2 separate regions of the Mus musculus genome follow, and region 1 is linked to region 2. A link is a contact called in public promoter capture Hi-C data. All regions are on one chromosome and are shown on one strand. The core of a region is the stretch at or near the end of the contact, and the rest is flanking DNA. Distances in the headings are between cores, read along the strand shown. Region 1 holds the start of Mrpl37 (mitochondrial ribosomal protein L37). Region 2 has its middle 24 kb from the start of Gm52672.

The links. Promoter capture Hi-C pulls out the DNA fragments that hold promoters and counts their contacts.
Region 1: a contact with region 2 is called in a promoter capture Hi-C map of the HPC-7 cell line. The contact joins the promoter of Mrpl37 here to the enhancer-like site in region 2. A contact is called at or near these places in 7 of 39 promoter capture datasets (the HPC-7 cell line, embryonic stem cells, fetal liver and 3 more), 1 of 484 Hi-C or Micro-C datasets (8-cell embryo), 5 of 115 datasets of contacts at active chromatin or transcription factors (bone marrow-derived macrophages, embryonic hindbrain and embryonic stem cells) and 3 of 9 other capture datasets (adipose tissue, liver and pancreatic islet).

The regions. Positions count from the first base shown.
Region 1 is chr4:107,064,104-107,070,772 of GRCm38.p6, reverse strand. Mrpl37 (mitochondrial ribosomal protein L37) reads left to right here and starts at 3,907. Exons shown (of 7, transcript NM_025500.2): 1 at 3,907-4,323; 2 at 6,003-6,186; 3 at 6,273-6,388. The coding sequence starts at 3,978. Cyb5rl (cytochrome b5 reductase-like) reads right to left here and starts at 3,779. Exons shown (of 7, transcript NM_001346552.2): 1 at 3,728-3,779; 2 at 1,950-2,161. The coding sequence starts at 2,150.
Region 2 is chr4:106,877,751-106,884,243 of GRCm38.p6, reverse strand. No RefSeq gene overlaps it. Among named protein-coding and RNA genes, the nearest start is that of Gm52672, 24 kb to the left of the region's middle. Within about 2 kb of position 2,938, at least 42 of the 459 cell types and tissues checked have an H3K27ac peak or open chromatin away from gene starts, as enhancers often do. A contact at or near this core is called in the HPC-7 cell line, bone marrow-derived macrophages and hematopoietic stem and progenitor cells, where this site is marked.

The DNA.
Region 1 (6,669 bases), core at 2,658-5,157, 190 kb before region 2:
AGAGAGTTGGCCCTGGCTTCCTCTTGATCTACAGCATACATAGTACATGGAGTTTACTCTTCTTGTAAGCTTTCTGTAGCTCCCCACAACTGTAGGACCAAGCCCAGGCTCCTTAGCCTACATTCGAGGGTGCAGCAGACAACTACAAGCTTCATTTTATTTGCCAGAGACCAGACCTTAGGCTTTCATTCCCCCTCCCAAAGCCACCTGTCATTGCACACCTACCTCAAGGTCTTTATTGTTCATAGTGTATCCCCTGTACAAAACACCTGCTCATCCTTCAGATCTAGTCAGTTCCAGAGCTAGAGAGTTGAAAAACTGAGGGCGCCTTAGAGACGATCCAGTCTAACATCCTTGTATCACATATGGGGACGCTGAGGCCTGAAACGTCTCAGGTTTTGGATTTCAGGAGGAATGCTGGGGTAGACTGTCCTTCTGAGAACAGAGTTATTAACAGCAGAGGCAGATATTATGGCGGGAGTTCCAAAGAAGGCTCAGGCTCATGAAGCTAAGTGGGGGTTCCTCTTACAGGCTTCAGAGAGAAAAGGGAGGTCTCAGGTCTTGTAGCTGATGAGTAGGCCATGATACCCAGTGGCAGTCAGGTTGTCTGATTCCCAGGAGGCAGGAGAAGGGAGAAAGGTCCATCCCTCAGTTAACCTGCGTCCATAATATGTAGCCCTGATTAGGATCCTCAGTAAACTTCCTTTGGGGATGTGAGAATTAGAGTCACAGACAGTCACAGTATGGAGCCTGCCTGACACCTGACAGCCATCACAGAAGCTGTGAGGGTAGAGAGAGAAAGGCTGCAGCAGGTGAGCATGGCCTGAGAAGTCCCTAGTGGAAATCTAACAGTCAACCGTGAGCAGGGACTCAAATTCATGCTCATTGCCCCTAACATCCCAAGCCCTCCCTGTGTCTTCTATGGGAAGCCTTCTCTGAATACCACGGCTACCACCCAGCTTGCCTGCTTGCCTGTTGTCTCCTCACCCCCTGCCTCTGAGACAGGGTCTCATGTAGCTCAGACTGACCTCACTCCTAGTTGGCCAAGGTTGGCTTTGAGTCTTTGATTCTCCGGCCTCTAGCTTCTAAGTGCTGGGATTAAAAGAGTACGCCACCACACCCAATTTTGTGTATGCATTTCCAAAATGTAAATTACTAGGGAAATTAGTAAATTATTATTACTTCATTACAATTTAAAAGATAAAATTATTAGATTGAAATATGCTGTTTTGCGTGGCGGTGTCGCACACCTTTAATCCCAGCACTCAGAAGGCAGAGGCAGGTGGATTTCTAAGTTTGAGGCCAGCCTACAGAGGGGAGTTCCAAGATAGCCGGGGCTATACAGAGAAATCCTATCTTGAAAATCCAAAGAGAGAGAGAGAGAAAAAAAGAGCTGTTTTGTAAGACTTACCAAATTTTGTAATACCGCGTAATTTTCTGTTACCACAGGTGATTACAGAGCCACTACATACTGAACAGAACTACTGTAAAATGAACGAAGGCTTAGAAAGGGAAGAGAAAGCCATTGGGCTCCAGAGTAACAGCAACACGCCCTATTTACCTGTCTGTATCGTACCAAGTTAGTGTGCTCTTTTGAGGGCAAGGACTATGCCTTGCTCACTCACAAATCCTCATTGGCTTATAGGGCCTGGTGTATAACAGGTATTCAATGGATATCTGTTGAGTGAAATAATCATTAGGTTTGGCGTTAAACATTACAAATAACTTGGTCCATTTTATAGATGGCAAAATAAAGGCACAAGGTTAAGGGACTTAGACTATATCCACATAGCTAACAGGCTGATTTCAGGTCCTTGGATCTATTTGCTTCCATTATAAGGACTTCTTTCTCACCACTGACTAGTCAGGGAAGGCTTCCCATAGCAGGGGCACTGAGCAGGGCAGGGCGGGGCAGGGCCAGATAGATATGGCCACTCTGGACTCCTCACCTGGCTCTCAGGTGGTTGCTTCCCACTCAGCAGGCTCCTGTCATTTCTGGCTCGGGCTGTTTCCCATCTTTCCAGGTCTCGGTAGTAGAGGTCAAAAACACAGGGCGAGCAGCCACTGCCGCAGCACTGGGAGGGCAAGGGCTCCACAGGCTTCAACCGCAGCCAAGCCTCAGAATCCTCCTCCTCCTCCGTCTCAGCCATTGTCAGTGGGGCTTGGGCAATAGGGGGTGGGAGGGGGGAGGACACAAGTGAATAAGCCAGGCCTCTCTTTGCTGTCCGCCTGGGAGAAAGAAGATGTGGGGGTTGTACTCTGTTCTCTCTCTCACACTCTCCCCAAGGCCCACCAGGCTATAGGGACAGGGATGGCTTAACCAGAGGATCTGCTGTCATTTGGGGGCATGCTTACTGCTTATAACTATTGGGGTTTTGTGTGTGTGTAAATCTAAGCAGAGGCGGGGAATTTGGATTCAGAAGGCCTCTCCTACTGTGCAGGAGCTCTTTGACTTTGGTGTGTTTCTGAGGCTGGGCCACCAGTGAGAATGAAGTTGGTGTCTCACTCTTTCTGTATTCTGCCAAACACCTGGCATACAGGAAGCTCCCATGGCCTGGTGAGTGTTCGTTCCCTCTATAGTCCGGGAGCTGGGTACAGGATTTGGTGTTGTAAGGCAGAAGGCACAGGACACGGTCCCTGTCCTTGTTAAGACCTAGCACGGTGTTATACTCATCCAGTCACTCCATCTGTACTGTGCATCAGATAACTGAGTGAATGGTGCCTCTCTTTATGGCAATTACTCTTAGCATTTGGGAAGGAGATGTACTAAGACAAATGAAAATGCTTTAACTGTAAACTGCTGGGTAGTCTGAGTGTTAGTCATATTGTCCTCTGCCTCTTTTGCATTCATGGGGGTTAAATAGTCCTATTGTCTCAGTCGTTTTGGAAACTGGTAGACAAGGTGGCCACTTCATGCACAATTTTAAAGATGAAGTTCCTTCCCATCTGGGAGGCACAATCCCTGTTGCAGCCTCGCCCTGGATGCTTATCCCTACTCTTCAGGCCTTGGCTGAAAGGTCATCTCCTCTCAGAGACCTTCTCAAGTGTTCCCCTTGTCATTACCAAGCACCTTATTTGTTCTACTATGTATTCATTTGTTAACCTAAAGTGTGTGTCACGCAACTGCTCTAGAAGCCAGGGAGAGTTCACGGGCCGGTCACTAAACAATGCAACTCTGACAGTGGTCAAACAAGAGAAAAGACCTAAGGGACAGGAAGCATGTGTGTGTTGCCACCGTTCACGTCGTGCACTCATGTACTCACTCGGTGGTCCCTCAACCTATGCCCACCCGATGCTTACTTAGCACAGTCCTCACTCTGACCCCCGCAGCGAGCCTGCCAGAAGCCAGTGCACTGGACCCGCCTCCGGGAATCGGAAAACTTAGCAGCAGCAGAGCAAAAGTAACTCGCGTTCGGCGCCGGGCGAGCCGCAGTGCCAGCAGTCGGCCGCCAAGCTGGCATAGAAAGAGGTACCCGGGCCACTCGCAGGCTCTGGGAAGCCGCAGCCAGGAAAGTGTGGGCAACGCTGAGAAGGGCGGAAAGGATGGCAGTTCCAGAACTCATGAGGCGTCGGACCCGCTAAGGCATTTTAACTCCTAATTTTACAGCGAGGAGACCGGGCCCTCTCACGTTCTAAATGCCTAAGGGTCAAAGGCGTGCAAAGTACAGATCTGAGGTCCCTACGCTCCTCCGCGCCGGCCGCGAGCTCCACCACCGCGCTCACCTACCTACCAGCAAGTTTCTTCACGTGTGGCACTTCAGAAACCCCAAGCAAAGAGCACCTTCCAGGTTCCACCAATAAGGATGGGAACTGCCTGAGGGGCGGGGACAAAGCAAGCATATTCTAATTGTGATTGGGTGAAGTGTCTGTCATTCGCAAAAACCCGTCATTGCGCTCCGCCCCTTTGGCTCCCAGCAGTCCCTGCACGGGCAAAGATGGCGGCGTCCAGGTAGAGGTTTTGTAGAAACGGAGTCGGTATGGCCTTGGCGTCCGGGCCCGCTCTGCGGGCACTCGCTGGCTCTGGAAGGCTCGGCCTCGGAGGTTACGGGACTCCGAAACGTGGGGCGTATGAGTGGGGCGTGCGCTCCACGCGGAAGCCCGAGCCTCGCCCCCTGGACAGGGTGTACGAGATCCCCGGTCTGGAGCCCATTACCTACGAGGGCAAGAAGCACTTCGTCCCGTGGCTGGCGAGGCCGATCTTCCCGCCGTGGGAGCGCGGCTGGAATGACCCACGCTTCCACCGTGCCGCCCCGATCCACGAACAGACTCTGTACAAGGAAGAACCCTGCTACATCTTCCACCAGCGTTGCCGACTCCTGGAGGGTGAGGTCTCAGGACAAACGGGAGGAGACGCTGTCCCAGGCTCAGCAGTGACCCCGAGCCTGGGGAAGTTTCTTCCTCTGGAAGTAGAATAGAGTAACACCCGGCTTCCAAGAGTTGTCAGATCAAGGTGTTTGTGAAAGGGAGCAATGGAGAATGTGTGCAGAGAGGAGGGGATTTGTCTCCATGCGTGGAGAGGTGATAATAAAGCAGGTCTACAACGCTCCTTTTCTGGGGGTGTCTTTTGTTAAAATAGGCCTGGGATATGTTTTCAAAGAAAGGATTTGCACCCAAAAGTCTACCCACTTAATAACAGGTCAGAATGTCTTGAGCCTTTTCCTGAGTTGGAGGCCAGCCTAATCTACAGAGTGAATGAGTTCGAAGACAGTCAGGGCTACACAGAGAAACCCTGTGGGGAGGCGGGGGAGATACATCAATGTCTCAAAGTCATTCTGTTTCTTAAGAGGAGTGTCAGGAACTGTTTTCCAGAGTTGAACCCTCTCAGGATCAGGATGAGGATAGGGAAGATCCTAAAACCAAAAACAACTGAAGTCTGTGGGAGCAGAGATTCCAAAGGATAACTAGGAAATACAGAGACCCAACAAGGTTTGGAGCCAAATTAAGAGAATCAGTCATAAGTTTGGAAAAATCGATAGCCATAGGCCAGCCTCCTAAAAGGCCCACTTCTATGCCTGCAAGCTGATATTTTTGGCCATTAACCATTTTCTGTGAACTCAGGAGGTGCTGTGAAGGATCTCACAGACACGACCCCTTTGCATTACCCTGACAACGAATGCCTAGTGGATGGATGTGTTTCAGAAGTTAGGATTGCACCTGGAGATGGTGGTGCATGCCTTTAATCCCAGCCCTCAGGAGGCAGAAGCAGGAAGATCTCTGTGAGTTCAAGTCAGCCTGGTCTACTGAGTGAGTTCCAGGATAGCCAGGGCTACACAGAGAAACCGTGCTTTAGGAAAAAAGATCAGAAGTTAAGATTGCATTCATTGAACCAGTCTGAAAATGTATTTTCTATCCTACACTTTCTCAATGTACAGAGAGGTCTTATAAAATCCCAATAAACCCTTGTGAGATATGGCCCTGAGAAGCAGACTGGGGTTATAGAGAGACTGTGGACTTTATGGTAGACAGTCTCAGGTTCTCCTCTTACCTGTATTACCTTAAAGATAGGCAACTTGAAGCAAACTCAGTCTGTCCAAGTTTCCCCCTTCATGTCAGAATCCCATCTAACTTGTAGGTAAGTTCATGGCACAGGAGGTGACATTCAGTAAATGGCAGCTCTAAATACTTTATATTTTGTTAGGTGCTAGAGAGCCATAAAACATGGCTTGAGATTGCTAGCAGAAAAACATCACAGAGCTGGGATTTTATTTGAAGGGCTGGTATCCACTGAACTAGTCTCACAGCTTTGATTTCTCTGTGGGGAGTCAGCAGGGAACTCAGCTGTCTTGAGCATGGTTTGAACTCCTCCTGTTTTTAAGCACTCATTCCCCGTATTCTGCTCTTACCACCTGGAAGTTTCGGTTTTCAGATATCTCAAAAACAAAACCAGAGTCCCTTGAGGCAGCCTTTTCTCTGGTGCTCCCTGACAGGCATAAACATCTCTTCCTGAGCCCTCCCCTCCCCTCTCCTCTCTCTCTCTCTCTCTTCTTTTGGTTGTCCCACAGGGATGAAGCAGGCTCTCTGGCTTACTAAGACCAAGTTAATAGAAGGCCTCCCCAAGAAAGTGCTTAGTCTTGTTGATGATCCAGCTAATCACATAGAGAACCAAGAACAGCGTGTTTTGGATATCATCTCCCATGCCCGGCTTTGGCACTCCACTGAGGACATCCCCAAGAGAGAGACTTACTGGTAAGTTTCCTCCAGATAAGATAACTGAGGAGTGTTGGGAGTTATATGTTGCTTTAAGTCTCCAAATATCTCTTCTTTCCTCCAAGCCCACTCATTGTGGACAGCCTCATACAGCTGTGTAAATCCCAGATTCTCAAGCACCCTTCTCTAGCCAGGCGGACCTCTGCCCAAAACTGCACCTTAGCCACCACCTGGAACCGCGGTAGGTCACCCTATATACCAGAAGGCCTTGCTGGGCTTTTTGTTGTTGTTGCTTTTTTATTTGTGTGTCTTAATCTCTCTTACTGTCAGCCCCACCACCAGGTCCCATCCCTCTCATCCTGCTACATGCTCTTTGGGTTCAGAAGCACCCTTCCTTCAGAAATACCCTTCACTGCATAGCACAGGCTGGCCTCAGACTTGTGATCCTCCAGTCTGCACCACCAGGCCCAACTTTCTCGTTTCTGTTTTTACCTGCTTCTAAGACTTTATTCCACCAGTGAT
Region 2 (6,493 bases), core at 1,689-4,188:
CTTGTATGAAGGAAGTGCATCTGTGACTCAAGTAATGAGAGAAACTGGGAGAAAGAGCCCCAGTGTGTATTCCAGCTGGACGCTCCAGCCCTCTCAGAGCTATGAAGCAGAACCTGGACCTCGGAACAGTGTTGGGTTGAAGGAAGGCAGAGCTATGAGCACCTTGGGCAGGATATGCCCCTCACTTCTCTGAGTTGCCCATGTGAAGACCCAGCACCTATGGACACCTCAGATGACAGCACCGGACACGCAAGGACAGGAGATGGGAGGCACCTGCCCCTCATTTTTCAGATGGAAGGCTGTTGGTACACACTGATTACAAATCCAAGCAGAGTGGAAAGGCCCCACAGTGAAAGGAGAGCAGGGCAGGAGAGGCAAGGTCCCTGGATGATGCCTAGGGTAGACCTGGAAAGGGCTGGCTTGGGCTGGCTCCTGGAAGGGCTATACCCATCTTCCTCACCAAGTTCTAATGACACAAGAACTGCTGCATCACAACCTCCCAGTGCATTCTTTTAGGCTTAGGACAGTCACTGGCAGATTCTGTTGCTTAAGATCAAAAGCCTCTAATGAATGGCTAGGGTGAGGGCAAAGGCTGTGGGCCGAGCTCAGGGGGCTGGGGTGGGGGTGGGGAGCCAACTATTAAGGTAAATGAGGCCGGGGGCTCCATCTCCAACTTTAAAAATAAACTGTTAAAGAACAGCAAATAAAATATCTCCCTATAGCATCTTTCCTCCTTTTTGTTTCTAAATCATTGGTGTATTTATTTTGTTGAGATGCAAGCCTCCCGAGGTTGCTGGGCTGGTCTTGGACTCCCACACCTCAGTTTCCTGAGTATCTGTGACCTCAGACATGTGACATTTCATGAAAGGTCATACTGTAAAATTGGAGGTAGAGTTTGCCTCTTTTCTTTTTTCTTTCGTTTTTGAGACAGAGACTTACTATGCTACTCTGGCTGCCCTGGAATTCACTCTGTAGACCAGGCTGCCCTGGAACTCACAGAGGTCCACCTGCTCTGCCTCCAGACTCCTGAGATGTCCCATTGGTTGGTTTTCTTTTTCTCCTCCTCCTCTTCTTCCTCCTCCTTTTTTTCAACTTGACACAAATTAGTCTTTTGAGAAGAGAGAACCTAAATTGAGAAAATTTCCTAACCCAATTACCCTGTGGACAAGCCTGGAGGGGCATTTTCTTGATTAATGATTAATGCAGGAGAACCCAGCCTCTACTCTTATTATTATCATTATTATTATCTATTTATTTTATGTATATGAGCACACTTCAGACACACCAGAAGATGGTATCAGAACAGATGGTTGTGAGCCGCCATGTGGTTGCTGGGAATTGAACTCAGGACCTCTGGAAGAACAATCAGTGCTCTTAACCGCTCAGCCATCTCTCCAGCCCAAGTGACCCTACTTTTAAGCAGGTGGTCCTGAGTTGTATAAGAAAGCAAGCCAATGCCTTCATCCCAGAACTCTGTAAGTCTGAGGTTAGCCTAAGCTGCATAGTGAGTTAAAGGACAGCCAGGGCTACATAGAGACCCTGCCTTTAAAAACAAAACAAACAAACAAAACAAAAGAAGCAGGGTGTGAGGTGGGGAGTAGCAAACCAGGAAGAGAGACAACCAGTAAACTGTATTCCTTCATGTCCTCTACTTTAGTTCCTGCCTCCAGGTTCCTGTCTGGAGCTCTTGCACTGACTTCCATCAACTGTGGACTGTGATACAGAAGTGTAACAAAATAAACCCTTTCCCTCACAGCAATAAAAACCTCTAAGACACCCACCATACCCAGCCTACCTGCCTCCCCCTCTCTCTCCTTCCCTCCCTCCCTCCTTCCTTTTTCCTTCCTTCCTTCCTTCCTTCCTTCCTTCCTTCCTTCCTTCTCTTTCTTACTTTCTTCCACCTACTCTCCTCCCTTCCTGACCCTCTCTTGATAGGGTCTTACAAATTCTAAGCTACCCTCAAATTCACTATGGTGCTGAAGATCCTGGTGCTAGGATTACAGATATAAACTACCATGCCAGGATGCTGTGGGGTCAGGGGACTGAACTGAGGGCTTTGTGAACACTGGACACCACGCCACTAACTTAGCTGTACTCTTGCACTTTCCACTTAATGATATACTCTAGGCATCTGTTATAACACATATGGATCCATGTCATCCTTTATTTATTTATTTCCCACCCACCCACCCGGAGACTGGGGAGCCCTGGCTATCCTAGAACTCACTTTGTTGTTATTGTTTTTTGTTTTTGAGACAGGGTTTCTCTGTGTAGCCCTGGGTGTCCTGGAACTCACTCTGCAGACCAGGCTGGCCTTGAACTCAGAAATTCACCTGCCTCTGCCTCCCAACCGCCACCACTGCCCGGCGGAACTCACTCTGTAGGCCAGACTGGCCTTTAACTCAGAAAGTGGAGTGCCTCGGCCTCCCAAATTCTGGGGCTAAAGGGGTACACCACCATCTGGCAACCTATCATTCTTTATATTCTCAAAATATGGGTTAAACAATGACCTTCTGCAATTCTTCATCACTAAGAATATATGTGTGTTCCAGTGAGCTGCCAGCCCCTTGTCACCATTTGAGCAGATTTTATTTGTTTGGGTTTGGCCTTTTTTTCCCCCTGTCTTTTGTCTGTTTGTTTGGAGCAGCCTTATGTAGCTCAGGCTGGCGTCCAAGTTGTTATTTATCCGAGGACAACTTGTGATCCTCTTGCTTCCTCCATCTGAGGGTCGGGATTAGAGGTGTGTACCACTCTCTTAGTTACCCTTGTTGCTGAGATAAAATACCATGACCAAAAGCAATTAGTAGACAAAAGTGTTTACTCTGCCCCACAGCTCCCCAGGGATGTGCGTCCAAGGCAGTGGGGAAGCAGAGCAGCAGGCAGCAGGCATCCGGCAGGAGCAGGAAGCTGAGAGGTCACATGTCCATCTACACACAGGAAGTGGTGAGTGTGAACCGGAAGTGGGTCAAGGGGATACCCCGAACCCCTTCAGAGCCCACCCCTTAGTGATGGACTTCCTCCAACAAGACTGCACCTCCTAAAGGTTCCACAACTTCCCCAAACTGAGCGTCCAACAAGACCAAATATTCAAATACCTGAGCCTATGGTGGACATTTCTCTTTTCAAACTGTCGCAATCATTCTGCCCGGTTTGGTTGTTTTAATTTGTTTGGTTGGTTGGTTTGAGTCGATATCTCACGTTTGGCCCAGGAGTTCTGATCCTCTTCACTCAGCCTCCCAAGTGCTAGATTTTAGCCCTTTAGCAAGTTACTTAAGCTTGATGAAAATCATCTGATAGGTCAAACGAGTTTCTCATTGACTTAACTTGCTTTCACTTAATTAGAAGTGAGAATGTTCATCGTTTTAGCATGCTTTATTTTATTTTATTATTTTAGCATGTTGATTGTCTGTATTTGTTCATCCATTCATTTATTTTTTGAGACAAGGTTTTACTATGTACCTCTGGTGACCTGGAATGTACTATGTAGACCAGGCTGGTTTCAAACTCACAGAGATCCACCTAGGTGTGAGCCACCATACATAACCTTTCGCATTTCTTAACTCAACCACATCCTTCATCCACCTTGTGTTTGCCTGTGTATTTTGTTAATTTGTGGAGACTACTTCTACCTTAATAAAGTTAGGCTTTTGTTTATAAAAGAAACTCCCTGCCGTCCTGAGTATAATTATTTACCACTAGCCTTTACAGTGCTTTCCTGTGATGTAAAAAGAAGTTGTTTTTTTTTTTTTTTTTTTTTTTTTCAGGACACAGTGGAACCTGGCCTAACACTCACCCTGTAGTTCATGCTTCCCTCAAACTCTCATCAATCCCCCTGCCTCACTTTCCCCAGTGGTAGGATTAGGGACATGAGTCATTGAGCTTGATTTAATGTACTTTTTCTGCTCCCTGGTGTCTTGCTATCTCTTTTTCATAGCTTCTAGGTTGCTATCTTGCCTAAGAGTGTGTGCTGGTTCCCAGGCAGTGAAGCCCCACGTGGAAACTAATCTCCAGAACTTTTATGATTCTACCCTCTGTGCTAAAATCTTGGTTCTATCTGAAATTTAACTTAGACATGTAGGTCCCCAAGCAATTGATTTGTTAATGACTGGTTGTTTTAATTGTTCCTTACATTCCCAACTGCTTTATTTCAGAGCTGGGGGTGGAACCCAGAGCCTCACACTCAAGGTAGCTGGCAAGTGCTACCTTGAGCCTCTGGGTAGAGCTTCTTACAAGGACCCATGCCTGAATTGTAAGCGATAGGACAGAGGTAAGAAAAAGTGGGGGGCTGGTGAGATGGCTCAGTGGGTAAGAGCACCCGATTGCTCTTCCGAAGGTCCGGAGTTCAAATCCCAGCAACCACATGGTGGCTCACAACCATCCGTAACAAAATCTGACTCCCTCTTCTGGAGTGTCTGAAGACAGCGACAGTGTACCTATATATAATAAATAAATAAAATCTTTAAAAAAAATAAAAAAAAAAATAAAAAATAAAAAAAAGTGGGAAGCCTGTGACCCTGTCCACACGAGACCTCTTGCTTCTGTATGAGAGCAGAAAGAGCACGTGTGGATACTTCCTTCCCAGAGAAGGGTAAATGCAAGAGTGAGGCCGCCACAGCCGTCGGGCTTGGGCATCTCCTGTCTACCACTGGGTCTGTACCTGGGCCAGCCCTTTTGGAGAGCAGACAGCAGCCCGTGTGTCAGGAGGGCTTCTGTGACCCACTAAGTTACGTCTGGGAATTAAACACGAATGTTAACCAGGAATGTTCACTTACTAGAAGGCTGATCCTTGCAAGGATGCTAAGATCTTCCTGCCCTTTACAACGTTCTTACAGAAACTGTGAGTTGAACGTGGTGGCTGAGTCTTATCATCCTAGTAGGCAAGGAGGCTGAGGCAGGAGAATTGTTATGTAGCCAAACCGAGCTACAGAATTTGTTCCAGGCAAGTTTAACCTCAACTCAGAACAGACGAACCAACAGCTGGGTGCGGTGGTCCATGTTCAACAGCTGGGTGAGGTGGTCCATGCTCAACAGCTGGGTGAGGTGGTCCATGCTCAACAGCTGGGTGAGGTGGTCCATGCTCAACAGCTGGGTGAGGTGGTCCATGCTCAACAGCTGGTGAGGTGGTCCATGCTCAACAGCTGGGTGAGGTGGTCCATGCTCAACAGCTGGGTGTGGTGGTCCATGCTCAACAGCTGGGTGAGGTGGTCCATGCTCAACAGCTGGGTGAGGTGGTCCATGCTCAACAGCTGGTGAGGTGGTCCATGCTCAACAGCTGGGTGAGGTGGTCCATGCTCAACAGCTGGGTGTGGTGGTCCATGCTCAACAGCTGGGTGTGGTGGTCCATGCTCAACAGCTGGGTGAGGTGGTCCATGCTCAACAGCTGGGTGTGGTGGTCCATACTCAACAGCTGGGTGTGGTGGTCCATGCTCAACAGCTGGGTGAGGTGGTCAATGCTCATAGACTCTCAGTACCTGGAGGTGGAGACAGTAGGCTCAGGATCATTCTTTTTTTTTTTTTTTTTAAAGATTTATTTATTATATGTAAGTACACTGTAGCTGTCTTCAAACACTCCAGAAGAGGGTATCTTCGGAAGAGCAGTCAGCGCTCTTAACCACTGAGCCATCTCGCCAGCCCCTCAGGATCATTCTTAGCTGCACAGAGGGATCATGGTCAACCTGGGTTATGAGTTCCAGCTTGGGGGATGGGCGGGGGGGAAGAATGCAAACAACTTACATAGGATTTGACAGTTTTTATCCAAATTATATACACAGTGTGTGTGTGTGTGTGTGTGTGTGTGTGTGTGTAGACAGAGAGAAAGAGACAAAAGATTGGCTGCTCTGGCAAAGAACCAGAGTTGGATGCCTAGCACCCATGTGGGCAGCTCAGGACTGCCTACAACTACAGATTCAGGGAGTCCAGTGCTCTCTGCTGGCCTCTTCAGACACCCACATTCACACACACACACACAAAACACACACACACACACACACACACACACAAAACACACAGAGAGAGGGAGAGGGAGAGAGAGAGAAAGAGAGAGAGAGAGAAAGCTGACTGTGGATTGTGGTGACACATTTCTGCATTCTCAGCACAGGCTGAGGCAGGAAAGATCTTCAAGTTTGAGGCCAGATTCCAGGACAGCCAGGGCTGCGTAAAAAGACCGGATTAAATAAACAAACAACAAACAAACAGGGCTGGAGACATGGCTCAGTGGTTAAGAGCACTGACTGCTCTTCCAGAGGTCCTGAGTTCAATTCCCAGCAACCACATGGTGGCTCACAACCATCTGTAATGGGATGTGATGCCCTCTTCTGGTGTGTCTGAAGACAGTGACAGTGTACTCACATACATAAAATAAATAAATAAATCTTAAAAAAAAAAAAGCAAAAACCAAATACACAAGCACCATGAAGCGCCGCCGACAGACCAGGAGGAGTTCTCTGCAGAAGCCGAAGCCGCCGGGTTACACAGATGCTTCTAATTTTCCTTC